Linked DNA regions of Sus scrofa: all the other regions are linked to region 1. The links are chromatin contacts, called in public Hi-C maps. All regions are on one chromosome and are shown on one strand. The core of a region is the stretch at or near the end of the contact, and the rest is flanking DNA. Distances in the headings are between cores, read along the strand shown.

Region 1 (2,791 bases), core at 97-2,596:
TCTCCCCATTTGGTCACTTCTGAGGGAACTCCAATCCTGAGGGAACAGTTAGTAATTGGGAATTGAGTGTTTATAAAATGGGGATAGAAGGTGTAACTGGTGGATCCTGGCCATCCCTCTGTGAGGAGACTTTTGCTTTGCTACAGGGATGGGGGTCTTATTTTATCCCTGCAATCTGAAGCTGCTTCCTTTTCTTAAGTCTTTTATTTTGCTTTTGTAAAGTATTACAAATTCTGGACATGTTTGTAAAGTAATTGCTCAAGATTTGTATAAAATGTTGTTTACAGATCTTTTAATAAACAAAAAATTCCGTGGATCTCTTGGGAGAATCTTAAATGGCTTAAGTTGTAGATTTTTTACTTCAGTTAAATCTATATAGCTAGCACACTTAATTAATGGTAGGTTAAAAGATAATCCTAGGTTCAAGCTTAATAACCGTGGCCGACATTTCCAGGCTCTTGGCAAAGTCTGGGTCGATATTTGCACACCGGACACGGTATAGAGTCCTACCTACCTTATTTAGTCTTCCCCTGCTTAATCAAAGGGAGCTGGAAATAGGTACTGGCAGTATCACGAGTGTTAGGATGCAATGAGAAAGATTGTCCTGTTACCAGAAGCCCTAAAAGCAAAATGATTGGATTTTATACACGTCCTGAAGGCAAAAATCAGTTTTTTAAAAGATGAGGTTAGTGGGCAGTTACCAATCTCGCCCCGGGGGAAGATCAGGTTCCTTTTGTTAGGCACACTCCAGACTCCAAAGCTTCGCAGTTTTCACTGGAGTCTAACGCCCACTTCTAGAGTCTGCGAGAGCTGCACTTATTCCACTTATTCGGTGCAAAGATTCTCAAGGGACGGAGAACAATAGTGCAGATAGAGCAAGGAAGTGAAAAGGGAGAGTAGTTTAACCGAAGACTGGAAGGTTAGGGGAATAAAGCCGAGGTGGGAAACCAGGATCCTTCTCTTCGCTAAATCTTGCAGCGAGTTCCCTCAAAAGTTTTATTAAAGGGTTTCCCCTCCCTCAAAAGTTTTATTAAAGGGTTTCCCCTCCCAGATATCAGCGAGCCGGAGGAAACCAAAAGTCCCAACTCTTCCACTTGGCTGCCAATCGGAGGCAAAAAAGCGCAGCAGGTGGGGACAGGAAATTGAGACGTTCCTGCAGACTCCGGAGCCACACAACATGACGTCACGTCCGACCAAAACAAGAAGGCTGGACAATTTCTAGTTAGCACGCCCTCGGAATTAACTGAGCATGCGCCAAAAGCTATTACGCAAGCGACGTGCTTAGGACAGTGTCGGCGCTGACGATAGACGTGATTACATGTTCGACGTGATTACGTAGGTGTCGGACGTCGGCAACGTGATTATGTTAATATCGGGTGCAGGCCTATTTAAGCGAGCCTGAGCCCGCGCAGACTCAGAGAAGTCAGGCGAGCCCAAGAATGGCGGGCACCGGTTTGGTGGCTGGAGAGGTTGTTGTAGACGCGCTGCCGTATTTTGACCAGGGTTATGAAGCGCCTGGTGTGCGGGAAGCGGTAAGTTCCGGGTGTCTGTGTGACTGACTCAGCGCTCGCGGACACTTCGGGCTGGAAGACTGACCTAACGATGTGCTCCTCTTATTTTGGCCTCTGTTCTCTTTCTTAGGCCGCGGCGTTGGTAGAGGAGGAAACTCGCAGGTACCGACCTACCAAGAACTACTTGAGCTACCTGACAGCCCCAGATTATTCCGCTTTTGAAGTGAGTGTGATATTTTGAGTCCACGTTATAAACCAGGATCCTGTGAATCTTTGTTTTGGATTGAGAGCCTTAGCCACACAAAAGTGAATTTCAGATTCCAGCTTTAACTGTTACTTGCCTAGCCACAGCTTACTCATTGGTATAGGTAGTGTCAGTCAATTGAAAATAGCTGCATGGATAAACTGTCTCCCGGGTTCTTATTCTTAGAGCCACAGAAGGACTTTCTAGGGCTTCGCGAACTGATCTAACAATGCAAAAACGAATGTTAACGTTTTTCCGAGGTAGGTTCACTGCGTAAATTCTCAAAGGGATCCTTTTCTCTTTAAGGTCTACTGCAAAACAAGTGATCTAGGGTTTTTTAAATACACAAAAGCCTAGTTACCTAAGCTTCTGAGAACCACTGGAGGGCGGTCTTTGAACCAAAGTTTAAGTATTTTCTGAATCTGTGAGAATGACTGAAGAGACAAACCGTATCTAAGTAATGCACCCTTTAAATATTTAGAAGTGCATCTGTAATACTATTTAGGGTCTAATCAGCTAAATGAAATGTAAAATATTTCTAAATTAATGGATTCTGTTAGGCATTTTAGTATATACATGTTCCGTTTTTCCCCATATCTGGTAACCATTTATTTACAAAAGAAATCTCTTATAAAAAGCAGTATTTCTATTGAAGTAACATGAAAAAAATATATCGGTTAAGTTTTAAGTAGGAGAGAGATGTTCCTATGGCATCCTGTTTTCCCATGCTTTTTCTAAATGTCACCCAAATGTAGATGTTACAGTATTAAGAACTATGCACAGGAGTTCTTGTCCTGGCTCACGTGGTTAACGAACCTGACTAGTATCCATGAGGGCTTGGGTTCGATCCCTGGCCATGCTCTGTGGGTTAAGGATCCAGTGTTGCCGTAAGCTGTGATGTAGGTCACAGAGGCCACTGGGTCTGCGTTGCTGTGGCATAGGCTGGCAGCTACAGCTCTGATTCAACCCCTAGCCTGGGAACTTCAGCATGCCAAGGCTGTGGCCCTAAAATGACAAAAAAACAAAACAAAAAAAA
Region 2 (2,791 bases), core at 208-2,707, 98 kb before region 1:
ACAGCAAAGGTTCACAGCCAGAAGGTACAGCATGAGTGGATACAAATGTGAAAGAACATTTTGTGGGAGTTCCCGTCGTGGCGCAGTGGTTAACGAATCCAACTAGGAACCATGAGGTTGCGGGTTTGGTCCCTGCCCTTGCTCAGTGGGTTGCCGATCTGGCGTTGCCGTTAGCTGTGTAGGTTGCAGACGCGGCTCGGATCCCGCGTTGCTGTGGCTCTGGTGTAGGCTGTGGCTATGGCTCCGATTCGACCTCTAGCCTGGGAACCCCCATATGCCTCGGGAGCGGCCCAAGAAATAGCAAAAAGACAAAAAAAAAACAACCAAAAAAACATTTTGTGAAATATTTCAGAAAGTAATGATATTTAAAATGGGGGAAAAAAAAAAAGCAGATTCCTGCATGCTTCCTCATTCTGTACAGGTAGCCGTAAGCATAGGTGTGATCTCAACAGCATGTCTGTACTAGTCCTAGTGTAAGAATTCTCTCCTTGGTTTCTGAAGTTGAAGTTCTGTTTGCTGAGTATTTGTAAGTCCCTTAGAGAACCTGGTTTTATTTTACCTTGGCCTCTTTGTCATCAAAATAATATAAATTGCCAAATTAAACTTTCTATTCTCAGATTCTAAAAGGCACCAACATTATGTATATCTCCAACTTACCCATGAGAGGGCAGTAGAATACATACATATTAATTCAGTTATTCCATCCATAGAATCCATGGAGATTTGGTTTTAAATTTGGTACTTGGGAATTCAATCTGCTCATTTTGGCAGATGACCTTCCTGAATGCAAAGTTTGAACTTTGAAATAAAAGTTGAATTTTGAAATAAATTCCAGAACTATGCTATTCTAGCCCCAAATTTTATTTTAGGCAGGTGTTTGGAAAGATTTCTAAATACGTAAGGTTTTTTGTTTGTTTGTGTTTGTTTTTGTTTTGTTTTGTTTTTTGGTGTGTGTGGGGGGAGCGGGGAGAAGTCCATAAAGATCAGGGTTCAACATTTACTACAAACAGTATTCACATTTATTTGCTCATTGGGACATGACTAAAAACGTCCTGTCGTTCCTCTTTATTTTCCTCCATCATAGAAGGTAATTCCTGTCTTACTGTCCACAGCTTGTGGTTTCACGACGGTGTGGAATATGCAGCTTTTATTGCTTTGGCTAAGCTGGCTTGTGACGGTCATCTGTGATGTGTGGCCAAACACTTTCTTTCTGGCCGTCTTCTATTTTGGTACCTCTCTGTGAACAGATGTGGGAAGAGTTTGGTCACCAGATCCAAGAGGCTCTGGTGGGGTAGGGTAGGGTAGGGTAGGGCGGTATGGGGCGGGGCGAGGCGGGGTGGGGTGGTTAGCGAGCGCTTGGGAAACAGGCTCAACTCATCCTTGACTCGCAGCCTTAGTGAAACTGGGCTGCTGCTCGAGGTAGGCACTGTGCCATGCGCATACCTGAGTGTGAGCGTGTTGCAGGCGCAGTGCTTAAGCATGTGTGTCACAACAGGGCGTGGGAGCCGACCTCAGACACTAGGAGTGTCAAGGCACCTCTGCTCCGGGATTTCAAGCCTCAGGTGTCTGGAGCTTTATTTCCATCTGTCTACGTTTCAAGTTGCCGCTGTAGTGCAACTGCCAGAGAAATGTTTGCTCCTTGAACTCAGCCAGAGAAATGGTGCTACTCTTTCACTGGAAACACCAGGCCTTCTGCCTCCGGCGGCAGGAGACATTTCTATGGTTTCCTTGAGAGAGTTGCCATTTGGATTCCTTAATTAAACAAGGCTTTTTCCTTGTGGCTGTGAAGAGTCAACCTTCATGTTAAGTTCTGGTCCATCACTGGTGGGTCTGTCGGACAGCATGCGCAGCGACGGCGAAGGAGCTTAGGTTAGAGGCGTCGGCCGGATAATAGTGGCGCTGGTCGCCTACCTGCTGAGGCCGGTACATGGCAGTGCCCAGGTTTCTGGGCAAGGTTCTGGGACTTACGCAGGACTCAGACGGGGGCGGTTCCCCTCTGGAAGGTCCCAGGGAGGCGCCGGGGGGGGGCGGGCCCGAGCATGAAGGGTGGGAACAGGAGCCAATAAGGACAGAGCTTGGCCGGGCCGGGGCGGGGCCTGCGGCCGGGCCTGCGGGGGCGGGACAGAGCCCACCCTAAGCGGGACTGAGCAGACCAGGCGCCTCCGCCAAAAGAACTAGAGCCTGGCAGCCCAGCCGCGGAGGTGGCGTCGAGGCCCAGGGCAGGTAGGAGCCCGGCGACCCGGGGCGGGGTGTGAGACAAGGGTTTCGGCCTCTCGCGGCGGCGGGTGTCGCACGCCGGCTGTCGGGAGCCGGCTGCGGTACGTCGGGCGCCGTCCGCCGGCGGTGCGGGAGCGGGCTGGCGGAGGTGTCGGCCGCGCTGTTTTAGCACCTCCCGGGCCTGGAGGGACGCCGGGCTTTGCGAGCCCCGCTCGGCGGCCGTGGCGGTTGTGGAGGAGCCTGGCTGAGGGTCTCCTCGCCGCTCACTTCGAAGCGCCGGGACCGTCGGCCGGGTGGCACTCGGGCGCGCTCGGCAGTCCCGAGAAAGAGGGAGGGAGCGACGGCATACAGGAGGAAATGCGGGACATTGGCCAGGATTAGCCTTGGAGCTTGAACTTCGACAGGCGGAGAGAATGGGCTTTAAAATACTTTTGCTTTTTTTGTGTTTTGATTGTCAACAGAATTTGACGAACACAATAGTGAAAGTCGTCTAGTAGGATTTAGATTTAAAAATCTGACATTGAAACACTTAAGAGCTTTTAACTAGTATGGCAGGAGGTGATCGGATTATGAG
Region 3 (2,791 bases), core at 146-2,645, 66 kb after region 1:
TAAATGTCAATTTTCCTCCATGAGATTGCAAACTCCTTGAAGGTAAGGCTCTTCTTTGTTATCTGCTATAATCCTAGCACCTCTAAAACATCCTGACGTATTCTAAGAGGTCAATGTATTTTTTTTTCTTTTTGTCTTTTCTAGGGCCGCACCCGTGGCGTATGGAAGTTCCCAGGCTAGGGGTCTAATTGGAGCTATAGCCTTCGCCAGAGCCACAGCAACGCGGGATCTGAGCCGTGTCAGCGATCTACATCACACCTCACCGCATTGCCGGATCCTTAACCCAATGAGTGACGCCAGGGATCAAACCTGCAACCTCATGATTCCTAGTTGGATTCATTAACCACTGAGCCAGGAAGAGAACGCCAATATTTTTGAACAAATAAATGAAAAATCTTTCGAGGCTTATTTTAAAGACTTAACACTAGTTCAAGAATAGCAGTTTCTTGGGAACACAAGAGAAAAGCACCGCATGATCCTATCCTTAAAACAGGCTGTAGTATTTGTTTCTCAAAAAAAGACAACCGTGAAAGTTTTTATTACTGACACTGTTAGGGCATCTGAAACCCAACTCATGCCAGGACACTAAGTGGGACTCTTGGGACATAATATTAGCTTCATCGGTGACTCCCAAACTGATGCACATCAGAATCAGCCAAAGTGACTTTCAGTGCTCATCAGCTCTTCCCCACTTCCTGATGCAGGTCTGGGGTGTGGTCCTGGCACATTTCTGCTTTGAAAATACTTCAGTTGACTGGGTTTCTGATAGGTACCAATGTCAGAGCATCAATCACTTTAAGAAGCTAAAAACGGCTGCTAAAGTTTTTTTCCCCCCCTCAGTGGATCTTTTCAGCCTATTTCTGTCTGGTACGTCACCATTAAAAAAAAAAAAAAAAAAAAAAAAAAAAAGCTTCAGTCTGCGGCTCCCCTGAGGTACAACCCCCCAAAGGAACGCGGCGGGTTAAAGCTCAGAGACCCAGGAGGCCCGGGAGTCTGACGGTGCGCGGAGTGAGATTTCGGCGGAGACGCGCCCGCCCCTGGGGACAGCGCCGCCCGGGAGACGCTCGCGGGCAGGAACCAGCCGCGGCCTTCTACCCCTTTCTCGCTTCTCCCCGCATCGCCGCAGCGTCTGAGCTTTTAACCACGACCTGTCAAAGGCGTCATCTGCCCCTGGGTTTAAAGGCTCACTTGGAGCGGAACCCCGGTGGCACAGACTCAACCGACCAGCCCGGCAGGTCTGGAAGGGAGGCGAGGGCGCCTGCGCGCCCGCGTTCCGAGTTCCCGCCTCCCTCCGGAGGACGTCCATGCGTACGTGCGCGCGCCGCGCCCGCCCTCCTGAAACCGCGCGACGCGAGGGTGGGGGAGCCGCGTGCGCGCGCGCTCTCGTTCGTTCTCTCGCCTGCTCGTTCTCGGCGGCCGCTCTCGCTGCGGCTGCGGCTGGGGCTGGGGGCGGCGGCGGCGGCGGCGGGCGGCGCGGGGCGGTCCGGCGGGTTCAAAGAGGAAAACATGGCGGAAAACAAAGGCGGCGGCGAGGCTGAGAGCGGCGGCGGGGGCAGCGGCAGCGCGCCGGTAACTGCCGGGGCCGCCGGGCCCGCGGCGCAGGAGGCGGAGCCGCCTCTCGCCGCTGTGCTGGTGGAGGAGGAGGAGGAGGAAGGCAGCAGGGCCGGCGCGGAGAGCGGCGCGGCCGGGCCCGACGACGGTGGGGTAGCCGCGGCCTCCTCGGGCTCGGCCCCGGCTGCCTCTGCCCCTGCAGCCTCCGTGGCCCCTGGAGTTCCAGGGGGTGCGGTATCGACCCCGGCCCCAGCTGCTGCCTCGGCTCCGGCTCCGGCTCCCTCGGCGGGGCCGCCTCCTGGACCGCCAGCCTCGCTCCTGGACACCTGCGCCGTGTGTCAGCAGAGCCTGCAGAGCCGACGTGAGGCGGAGCCCAAGCTGCTGCCCTGTCTTCACTCCTTCTGCCTGCGCTGCCTTCCCGAACCCGAGCGCCAGCTCAACGTGCCCATCCCGGGGGGCAGTAACGGCGACATCCAGCAAGGTGAGCGGGAGGCCCTGACGCGGTCTGGGCCGAAGGGGATTTGTAGGGCCGAAGAGGATCTGAGGACCGAGGTGCTCGGGCCCGGGGTTGCTCTGACCGGCGTGATCCTGAGGGGTCTGAAAGGTGAAAGACACGGCTCCTGGGACAGTTCCGTGGACCTCCAGAGATACGGAGAGGGTGAGGGGAGGGGTGCCGGCTCCGAGAGACTGGGGGAGGGGACACCGGCTGCAGGAGAGGTTTGCGATGTGTGGCTTTGGGCCGGGAAGGCGTGGACTCCGGCGGAGCGCAGGTTCGGGGGCCGGTGGGCCGGAATTGGGGGGGGGTCCTGGGAATCCGCTTGCGGGAAGCGTTTTGGAGTGAAGGCCCAGCCGCGAGAGGTGTTGCGGAGGGTGTAGGTGAAAGATAAGGGCAGTAAGGATGAATTGCCATAGAGGGAGAGGACTTGACCTGTTCAGAGCTAGGGGAAAGAAAGATTAGTGATTAAATAGAGGAGGTTAAAGGGGCTAAGAGAAGGTATCTGGAAGAAAGTAATTTTAAGATGATATTGAGAAGGAGGAACTCTGGAAACAAAATAGCTGTGGGGACCTTGCATGCTTAGGGAAAAATTCTAAGGTTTAGGGGTGAAGGAGAAATGAACTTTGAAGGGAATTGGGAGTTAGGGAGAGCTGGGCACGAATTTCAGTTCCTTGTACATTAATGAACCCTTGGAGGTGGGTACTTGGGACAGTGGTTGTGACAGTCAAGAGAAGGTCAGGGAAA

Evidence for each region. Hi-C and Micro-C count contacts between places; a contact is called where the count stands out from the background.
Region 2: a Hi-C map of embryonic fibroblasts shows a contact between it and region 1, with 4 times the contacts expected there. The contact joins the enhancer-like site here to the promoter of BCAS2 in region 1. A contact is called at or near these places in 8 of 47 Hi-C or Micro-C datasets (brain, embryonic fibroblasts, fetal skeletal muscle and 5 more) and 1 of 2 datasets of contacts at active chromatin or transcription factors (skeletal muscle).
Region 3: a contact with region 1 is called in a Hi-C map of liver, with 6 times the contacts expected there. The contact joins the promoter of TRIM33 here to the promoter of BCAS2 in region 1. A contact is called at or near these places in 1 of 5 promoter capture datasets (liver), 5 of 47 Hi-C or Micro-C datasets (blood, heart right ventricle, liver and 1 more) and 2 of 2 datasets of contacts at active chromatin or transcription factors (alveolar macrophages and skeletal muscle).

Annotation. Positions count from the first base shown.
Region 1 is chr4:105,991,212-105,994,002 of Sscrofa11.1, forward strand. It overlaps BCAS2 (BCAS2, pre-mRNA processing factor), which reads left to right and starts at 1,347. Exons shown (of 7, transcript NM_001244424.1): 1 at 1,347-1,532; 2 at 1,642-1,734. The coding sequence starts at 1,440.
Region 2 is chr4:105,892,929-105,895,719 of Sscrofa11.1, forward strand. No RefSeq gene overlaps it. Among named protein-coding and RNA genes, the nearest start is that of AMPD1, 25 kb to the left of the region's middle. Within about 2 kb of position 1,458, at least 46 of the 83 cell types and tissues checked have an H3K27ac peak or open chromatin away from gene starts, as enhancers often do. A contact at or near this core is called in embryonic fibroblasts, fetal skeletal muscle, liver and 1 more, where this site is marked.
Region 3 is chr4:106,056,802-106,059,592 of Sscrofa11.1, forward strand. It overlaps TRIM33 (E3 ubiquitin-protein ligase TRIM33), which reads left to right and starts at 1,396. Exons shown (of 17, transcript XM_021090008.1): 1 at 1,396-2,032. The coding sequence starts at 1,507.